2 separate regions of the Anser cygnoides genome follow, and region 1 is linked to region 2. Evidence: chromatin contacts called from public Hi-C data. All regions are on one chromosome and are shown on one strand. The core of a region is the stretch at or near the end of the contact, and the rest is flanking DNA. Distances in the headings are between cores, read along the strand shown. Region 1 holds the start of FTH1 (ferritin heavy chain 1). Region 2 holds the start of E2F8 (E2F transcription factor 8).

Evidence for each region. Hi-C and Micro-C count contacts between places; a contact is called where the count stands out from the background.
Region 1: a contact with region 2 is called in a Hi-C map of liver, with 3 times the contacts expected there. The contact joins the promoter of FTH1 here to the promoter of E2F8 in region 2. A contact is called at or near these places in 2 of 7 Hi-C or Micro-C datasets (both in liver).

What each region holds. Positions count from the first base shown.
Region 1 is chr5:12,409,091-12,412,759 of Taihu_goose_T2T_genome, reverse strand. FTH1 (ferritin heavy chain 1) reads left to right here and starts at 2,381. Exons shown (of 4, transcript XM_066997196.1): 1 at 2,381-2,645. The coding sequence starts at 2,535.
Region 2 is chr5:12,260,674-12,264,250 of Taihu_goose_T2T_genome, reverse strand. E2F8 (E2F transcription factor 8) reads right to left here and starts at 2,047. Exons shown (of 13, transcript XM_048050034.2): 1 at 1,485-2,047; 2 at 1,090-1,365; 3 at 610-766. The coding sequence starts at 1,526.

The DNA.
Region 1 (3,669 bases), core at 1,132-3,631, 150 kb before region 2:
AAGATAAAAAAAAAAAAAGTTTAGTAGTAGGTTCAAAGTTAATCTTTCTGGAATACTGAATCGTACTCTGCAATTACCTGCAAATATAGAGGCCTGCCTGAGTGTAAAGCTATATAAGAGTATATATGCTTCAGGAGGACAACCACTAATGTTTGACAAAACTTTTCAGCTAAATGTGAGGTTTGTTTGTTTGAAGTAACCTCAAGCTGTTGAAAATACTACAGTATGAAAACAGTAATGCAAATCTGCCCAGCAGTTACCAAGTTACCACCTTTTTTTTTTTTTTTTTACATAAGCATTTGTGTGGGAGGGGAACATGAGGGTTTCAAATGTACCTGGCAGCCTGCAGAAGTGCTAAGTATGATCCATATTAATTTACAGATCTTAATTACTTCTGATGGTTAACTGACAGAATCAAGAGAAAACTTTAAGTCAAAGGAAGACGTTGGCTGTTTCTTTAAGACACTCAGTACGCTGCTGAAAGTGCTGTTGTGCTGATGCAGACCGACCCGAAAGCAGTCACACGTGGGAAATCAGACATTGCCTTCAGAACAAGGAAGTTCAAAGACCAAATGAAACTTTGTTGAAAGGACAAGTTAGAGGAAAAATTAACTTAAGCAGAGTTTGCAGGCTCAGTAATCCATGTTCCAGTACTTGTAATATTTCTGACTAATTTCAACATTTTCTGTTTTCCTGAACAAAAGCCAAGATTTTGGGAGCCCGATGTTAAGGGATGATCTCATAGGACATTTCTAAGCCTTCAAAGTTGTGTTTACAATCTGCTTGAAAGATCAGAAACCAGAAAGTAAAAGAATCCAATATTTGTTGAAAATAAACGACCAAACTGAATGACTGTAGTAACAAAAGCAGCTGAAATAACCGTCCCGATATCAGAAGGCTCAGCTTGTTCCGTTTGACCTTTGATTTCTCAATTACCTCTTTATTATTTGGCATTATGCTTGAAATGCTTACGGGCCCCTGTCCTAAATCTCACCATCGAGTAAATCGAACATCAGAGGGCAGGAAATGTTTGGTTTCTCGCCGTCTTTCTTGTTTGCGGTGCCTTTAGTCATCACTGGACAATCGTGCTAACGCACAGTGAGTTTCTTTCCCAAGGTCACACGCAAACACCAGCAGTGATTGTTGCATGTGCCTGTCCCTATCTTGTAGCAGCTCCGAGGAAAGATGGTGCCCCTCAGCTGTGTTCTTTCTTCTTGGGTTGGCTCACCAGATTAACCAAGGATTTTGGCCCTTATTTAATGGTTACTTGCATTTCTTCACTGCATTTTTGTGGTGGTATCTATCCGAAGCTGGGCCTGGTCACTGAAAGGAGGAAGTCTGAAAGCTTACTGGGCCTCGTCTCTGAGTCACCGATGTTTGCTGGTGCAGAAAGCCAGAGCTAGAACTTGATGTTCTGCTCCAGGAGAGTACACGAAAGCGGGAAGAAAGTATCTACTATGGCACAGATTTCTTCCTCCTGACGCTGTCCTAAGCAGCTCAAGCCGTTCCTGTTGAAGTTACAAAGCTGCATGCTGTTTTCTGGGGACAAACAAGTGTGTTTTATTGTCAGGGCTACGGGGCGTAGGCACAAATGGCTGTGCTCCTGTGGGGGCAGGATGGCAGGGCCTGCTTCATCCATGGCAGGGCCTCCTTCATCCCACGGGCCTCCTTCATCCCATGGGCCTCCTTCATCCCCAGGACCTGCTTCATCCCCAGGACCTGCTTCATCCTCAGGGAATCCTTTACTCTCAGGGCCTCCTTTACCCCCAGGGTCTCCTTCCACTCTCTACAACTCCCTGAAGGGAAGGTGTGGAGAGCTGGGGTCAGCCTCTTCTTGCAGGTAGCTAGCAATAGGACTAGAGGGAATGGCTTCAAGTTGCTCCAAGGTGGAAATTAGGGGACATTTCTTCTCAAAGCGAGGGGTTAGGTATTGGGACGGGTTGCCCAGGGAGGTGGTGGAGTCACCGTCCCTGGGGGTGTTCAAGGGAAGGTTGGACGTGGTGCTGAGGGACACGGGTCAGTGGGTGACATCGGTGGTAGGGGACGGTTGGACCAGGTCATTTCGGGGGCCTTTTCCAACATTAATGACTCTAGGATTCAGGCCCAAACCGCCCCAGCTGGGCCCGGCCCCGAGCACTGGGGCGGGCGGGGGGGGGGACAGCGAGGGGAGGGGGCCCGGGAGGAGGAGGGGGCGTGGCCAGGGTAAGGGGCGTGGCCGCCGGTCACGCGCCGCGGGGGAGGTGCTGAGTCACGCTGGGCCAGCAGAAGCGCGGCGGGCAGCGCCGCCAGTCCCCGCCCCCTCGCCCCCCCCCCCGTTTCCCGCCACGCCGGCGCGCATGCGCGCGGTGACGCCGGCGACGCTATAAAAGGCACGGCGTCGAAGGGAGCCGGCCCAGAGTGCGTCGGCGAGGCGGAGCGGAGCGGGTTCCTGCGTCAACAGTGCTTGGACGGAACCGGCCGCGCTCGGGCCCGCCGCCTCACTACCACCACCAGCCGCACACCGACACCGCAGCCTCTCCTCTCACGGCAGCGCGATGGCTACCCCTCTCTCCCAGGTGCGCCAGAACTACCACCAGGACTGCGAAGCGGCCGTCAACCGCCAGATCAACCTGGAGCTCTACGCGTCCTACGTGTACCTCAGCATGGTGAGGGGGGGAAGGCCGCTTTCGGGGGAGGGGGTGGGGGCTGCGTTTGGGGGGGGGGCTCGGGGGTCTCTAGGCCCTGGTGATGTGGGGCCTGTGCGGGGTGTTGTGGTTTGGCCTCCCCGAGGAGGCCAGCCTCGGGGGAAGGCGGGCCTTCGCGGCGGGGCCGCCTCCTCCTCCTCCTCGCCGAGGGCTTCGCGGGGTCGAGCTAAAGGGAGAAATCCCGCCGCCCCCGGGGGAGGCTTTCCCCTAAAGGAAGGGGGCAGGGAGGGCGTGAGAGCCGCGGGGTGCCCCAGCCCCGCCGGGGAGGCAGGGGCGGCCCTCCCCGCGCAGCCTCCTTGCTCCGCCCGGGGACGGCGACAGCCGCTTATTTGCGCCGGTTTTCCGTAGGTGAGGCGCTTATCTCGGGCGGGGGCCGGTTACACGTTAACTGCTCTTTGTTCGCCGCCCCGGGCGGCCTCGTTATCAGCGCAGCTCAGCAGCCTCCGAGCGCCTCTGCCCTTGGGGCAGGGCTGGATGGCTGGGATTGCCTAACGAAGTGATTGGCGCCTCTCCCGCGGGCGTTCTCCTCTCGCAGGCACGGTTCTTCCTAGTTCTGAAATGAATTAGGAATCCAGGGGTTTCTTGGCCCTGTGCCTCTTGTACTTGGCAAGAGACTCCGATTTTAGCCGTAGCTGAGTTGAGTAACTCGGTATGGGCACGGCTCTGACCTCTGCAGCAATCCGGGTGACTTAGATTTGCAGGTAACTTGAGACTTCGTAGTGACACTGTAGTAAGTTGGGGCACCTAAGTGTACAGTTAAAGCTTCTTTCTGGGTTACTGTGGAGGGTTGAACCTCAGCTGCAAGCCAAATGTAACTGTTGGTGGTAGTAGTGACACACAAGCACCATTGTCTTGCCATGAAACCTCCCAACTGCTGGTTAAAGAGCAGAGAATTCCATGCTGTCTCATCTTGGAAATAACTGGTAGTTGATACAAAGCTTTCTATTGAAGTCTCCTTAAGACCAAAATAGAAATAAGCTGTGAC
Region 2 (3,577 bases), core at 798-3,297:
TCTGTTAACATACTAGCCTTTTCTCTGTTGTCTATTCAATCATCATTTTTGAGCAGGTGTTTTCTAACAGATGATATTTTGTACAAAAATGTATCGATAGAATTTGCAGTTCATCCAATCTGCAGGATACTGTATTCTCATAGCTCTTACAGAAAAAAAGCTTCAGCTGCTAGCAACTTGGACTCTCAATAGATCATTGGTGTGATACAAGATAGCAGAAAGTAGTTTCTTGCTTTGATGTTACGATTGGACAGGAAACTGTGGGCTCAGCCTCAGAAATGCTAGCTCCTGACAGAAAAAAATCAGCCACGAATCTTAGCCATCGTTTCTAGGTTCAAAAAAACGCAACTGGTTATTTGCGGTATCTGCAGTAATGTAGACGTTTAATCTCAAACATCATTCAGAGTTTCTTAATTCAGTTCACTGAGCAAACTTTAGCTTCTTAAAAGAACCGTGGTAAGAACGAAGACTTTAAAGCTGCATTTAGGTAAACGTGAGAGCATACAGAAAGCATTTATAGTTTTATGGAGCTAAAAAGTACTGAACACAGAAGGGTGGTTTATTGGCACATTTGCATGAGGACGTATAATGGCATATACAGCAACTTACTAAGCTCTTCAGCTACTTCGTCAAGGCAAATATAAGTATTCTCTGCAGTGCTGGGGTAATCAGGATATCGAGCTAAGAATTTATGACACAGTAATCCTAGGCTTTTCTCCTTGCGACTTGGTTGCGATTTTTCATATTCATCTCCCGATAAGTGCTCCTACCCAGAAATAAGAAAAGAGAACTTGAAACATTTTTACAACAAACGTGTAAATATATACATTTAACAGCTTTGTTGTGGGCACAGTCAAAGCTCAACGTTCCCCCTTGGTCCACAACAGCTGTGGAAGAAGAAGTTTGCCAGTTGTGTGTAACAATGTGATGTTGTCAGTTACATTTGTAAACGCTACAAAATCAGAGCTGGAAAGGAAAAGTTGCGGTACGTTAGCTTGGAAGTTTTAATACTGAATAAACAGCCTTCAGCTAAGTTTTTTTTTTTTAAAGAAAAGAAAAAGAGGTAGAGAGGAGACCTTCAGAGCATACCTGCGAGCAGCGTTTGGGCTGCAGGACCTCACCCGCGGCGTTTGACAGCTCCTTCCTCTGCTCCCTGCTGCGGATCTCGGGGCTGGCGGCGCTGATCAGCATCTTGAGGTTGGAGGTCGGCGTCCAGGGGTCCGCGGGCAGGCTTTCCTTGGGCTTCGGGGGCGTGGCCAGGGGCTGACAGCCGGGCTGCATCTCCGCCAGCACGGACGGCGAGGCGGCCGCTTGCTTCAGCGGGGTGCCCGGCACGGCCCCGCGCGGCTCGGCGGGCCGGTTCTCCTGCGCCACGGGAGCGGAGCGCCGTGAGGCGACGAGCCCCGCGGCTCCCGGCCTCCCGCAGCCCCCCGGGGGCCGGCCGAGCCCTGCCCGCGCTCACCCCGCCGCCCCCAGCCCCGTACCTTGTCGTCGGCGCCCGGCTCGGCGCCGCGGGCTGCCTGCATCCTCGCGGGGGGACCACGCTCCGGCCTGCGGGGCGGGAGGGAGGGAGGAGGGAGGGAGGAGAGGGCCGTGAGGCGGCGGCGGCGGCGCCCCCCCCTCCGCGACCCACCGGCGCCTCCCGCCTCTGGGCCCGGCCCGCGCCCGCCGCCCAACGGCCCGGCCCCGCCCCGCCCATTGGCCGCCGCCAGCGGGCGGGGCCTCGCGGGAGCCGCTTTAAACACCGGGCGCCGCGCCCGCGCCAGGAGCGCCCCTGCGCGGAGCACCGGGGGCCGGCACCCACCCGCCCGCCGCCGATTTGAATCGAAGGCGCTGAAGCCGCCGCAGCGGGGCGGGGCGGGGCAGCCAATGGGCGCGCGGCACCGCGGCCCGCCCGGCCAATCGGCGCGCGCCCTCCTTCCCTCCTCCCTCCCGCCGCGGCCAGGCTGGGGGTTGGCGGGCTGGCGGCGCGGGAACCGGGGCGCGCGGGGCGGCGGCGAGGCGGGAGCGCGGGGGGGGGGGGGGGAGCGCGCGGCGCTCCCCAACGGCCGTGGCGCGCGGGGCGGGGCGGGGCGGGGCCTCCCCTCAGCTCCCCTCAGCTGGGGCAGCGATCGCGGGGCCGCCTCCTGCCCCTGAAGGCTGTCCCCTGCAGCCAGCCGTCCTGTCGGCTCCTGCCGGCGCTGGCTGCCCCCGCCACGTCTGTTTTTTAACTAGAAAAGCGTCGCGGTTGGCACCAGTGCCCAGTTAACAGGCGGGTTCCCTGACGCCTCGCCCCGAAAGCCCTCACGCGGTGGTTCTCCTGAGGGGGTTCTGCGTGTGTTTGCCAGCTCCGAGCCCCCGCTGCCGCACGTCAGCGTCCCGCCGTGAATACACAGCCTGGCTGAGCCGAAGAGTTACTCGGAGCGTCGTCGTGGGGGTTAAAGATTGCGTGTGGCGCGCCTTGGCGGTTTAACCCAGTCCAGGGAACGATAAACCGGGATTACAGGGAAGTTGGTAAATGAGTCAAGAGTGCCTAAATTGCAGTGCTTCTGCTGCCTGAACTCTAGGTCAACACGCATTCTTATCTTCTCCACAGATAAGTTTTTTCTTCAACAGCATAGCTATGCGCTATGCTAAAGAAAGCACTAATCTGCTTTGTGTGCCCTGCTTATAGTTGTACTTCTTGAACAAACACCTTGTCAACGGCTTGGTTTGAGTGTGGTCACAAGGCAAAGTCCATCACTTTATAGCTGTGTACTTTCTGGATGTGATGCTGTACTCCTGTCAGGTTGAATTGTAACTACTGGCTTACGTAACGAAACGCGTGAAGAGTTGCACTGAAATAACTCTTACCAGGTAATTCTGTGTATAAGATCTTACCGCGAGCTCCCCAACACTGCATGAAGAGGCAGCCAGTCAATTAATGCATGTTATCTCTTTATTCTGATTAATGCAGCTCTTTTAATCTATTCTGCAGGCAAAATGTCAGAATTTGAACTCATTACAGAAAAAATAATAATTCTTACACATCATTCCATTATCCTATCAATGTCTGTAAACGCCTGAAGGGAAAGTGCAAGCAAGGCAGAGCCAGGCTCTTCCCAGTGGCGCCTGGTGACAAGAAGAGGCAATGGGCACAGACTGGCAGGCAGAGGCTCCCCCTGAACATCAGGGAGCGCGTCTGTGCTGCCGACTGTCCTCCCTGAGTTGTTCACGAGCTGCTGGACATGGTCCTGGGTACCCTGCTCTTCTCTGGGTGTCCCTGCTTGAGCCAGGAGATGCGGACAGATGGACACGGAGGTGCCTTCTCACCTCAGCCATTCTGAGACTTGTAATCATCAGTATTGCTGAGTGCGTGTCTCCACCGGAAAAGTGAAAAAGACAGCACTGATGTTATGTGAATTTAAAAGATTTGGTGGTTTGTACAACCCAGTGGGCTTTCCTGCCCACCGCCTGGCTGTTCTTTCAGGCTGCTTTCCTCAAGGAACTGTTTCACAATCACCCTTTCTAGGGCTGTGATTGTGAATTTGCAAACAGCAGCCACCTGTGGAAGCAGGAAAAGTGCCTGAAATTAAGCATCCAATTCCGTTGGTGAAAT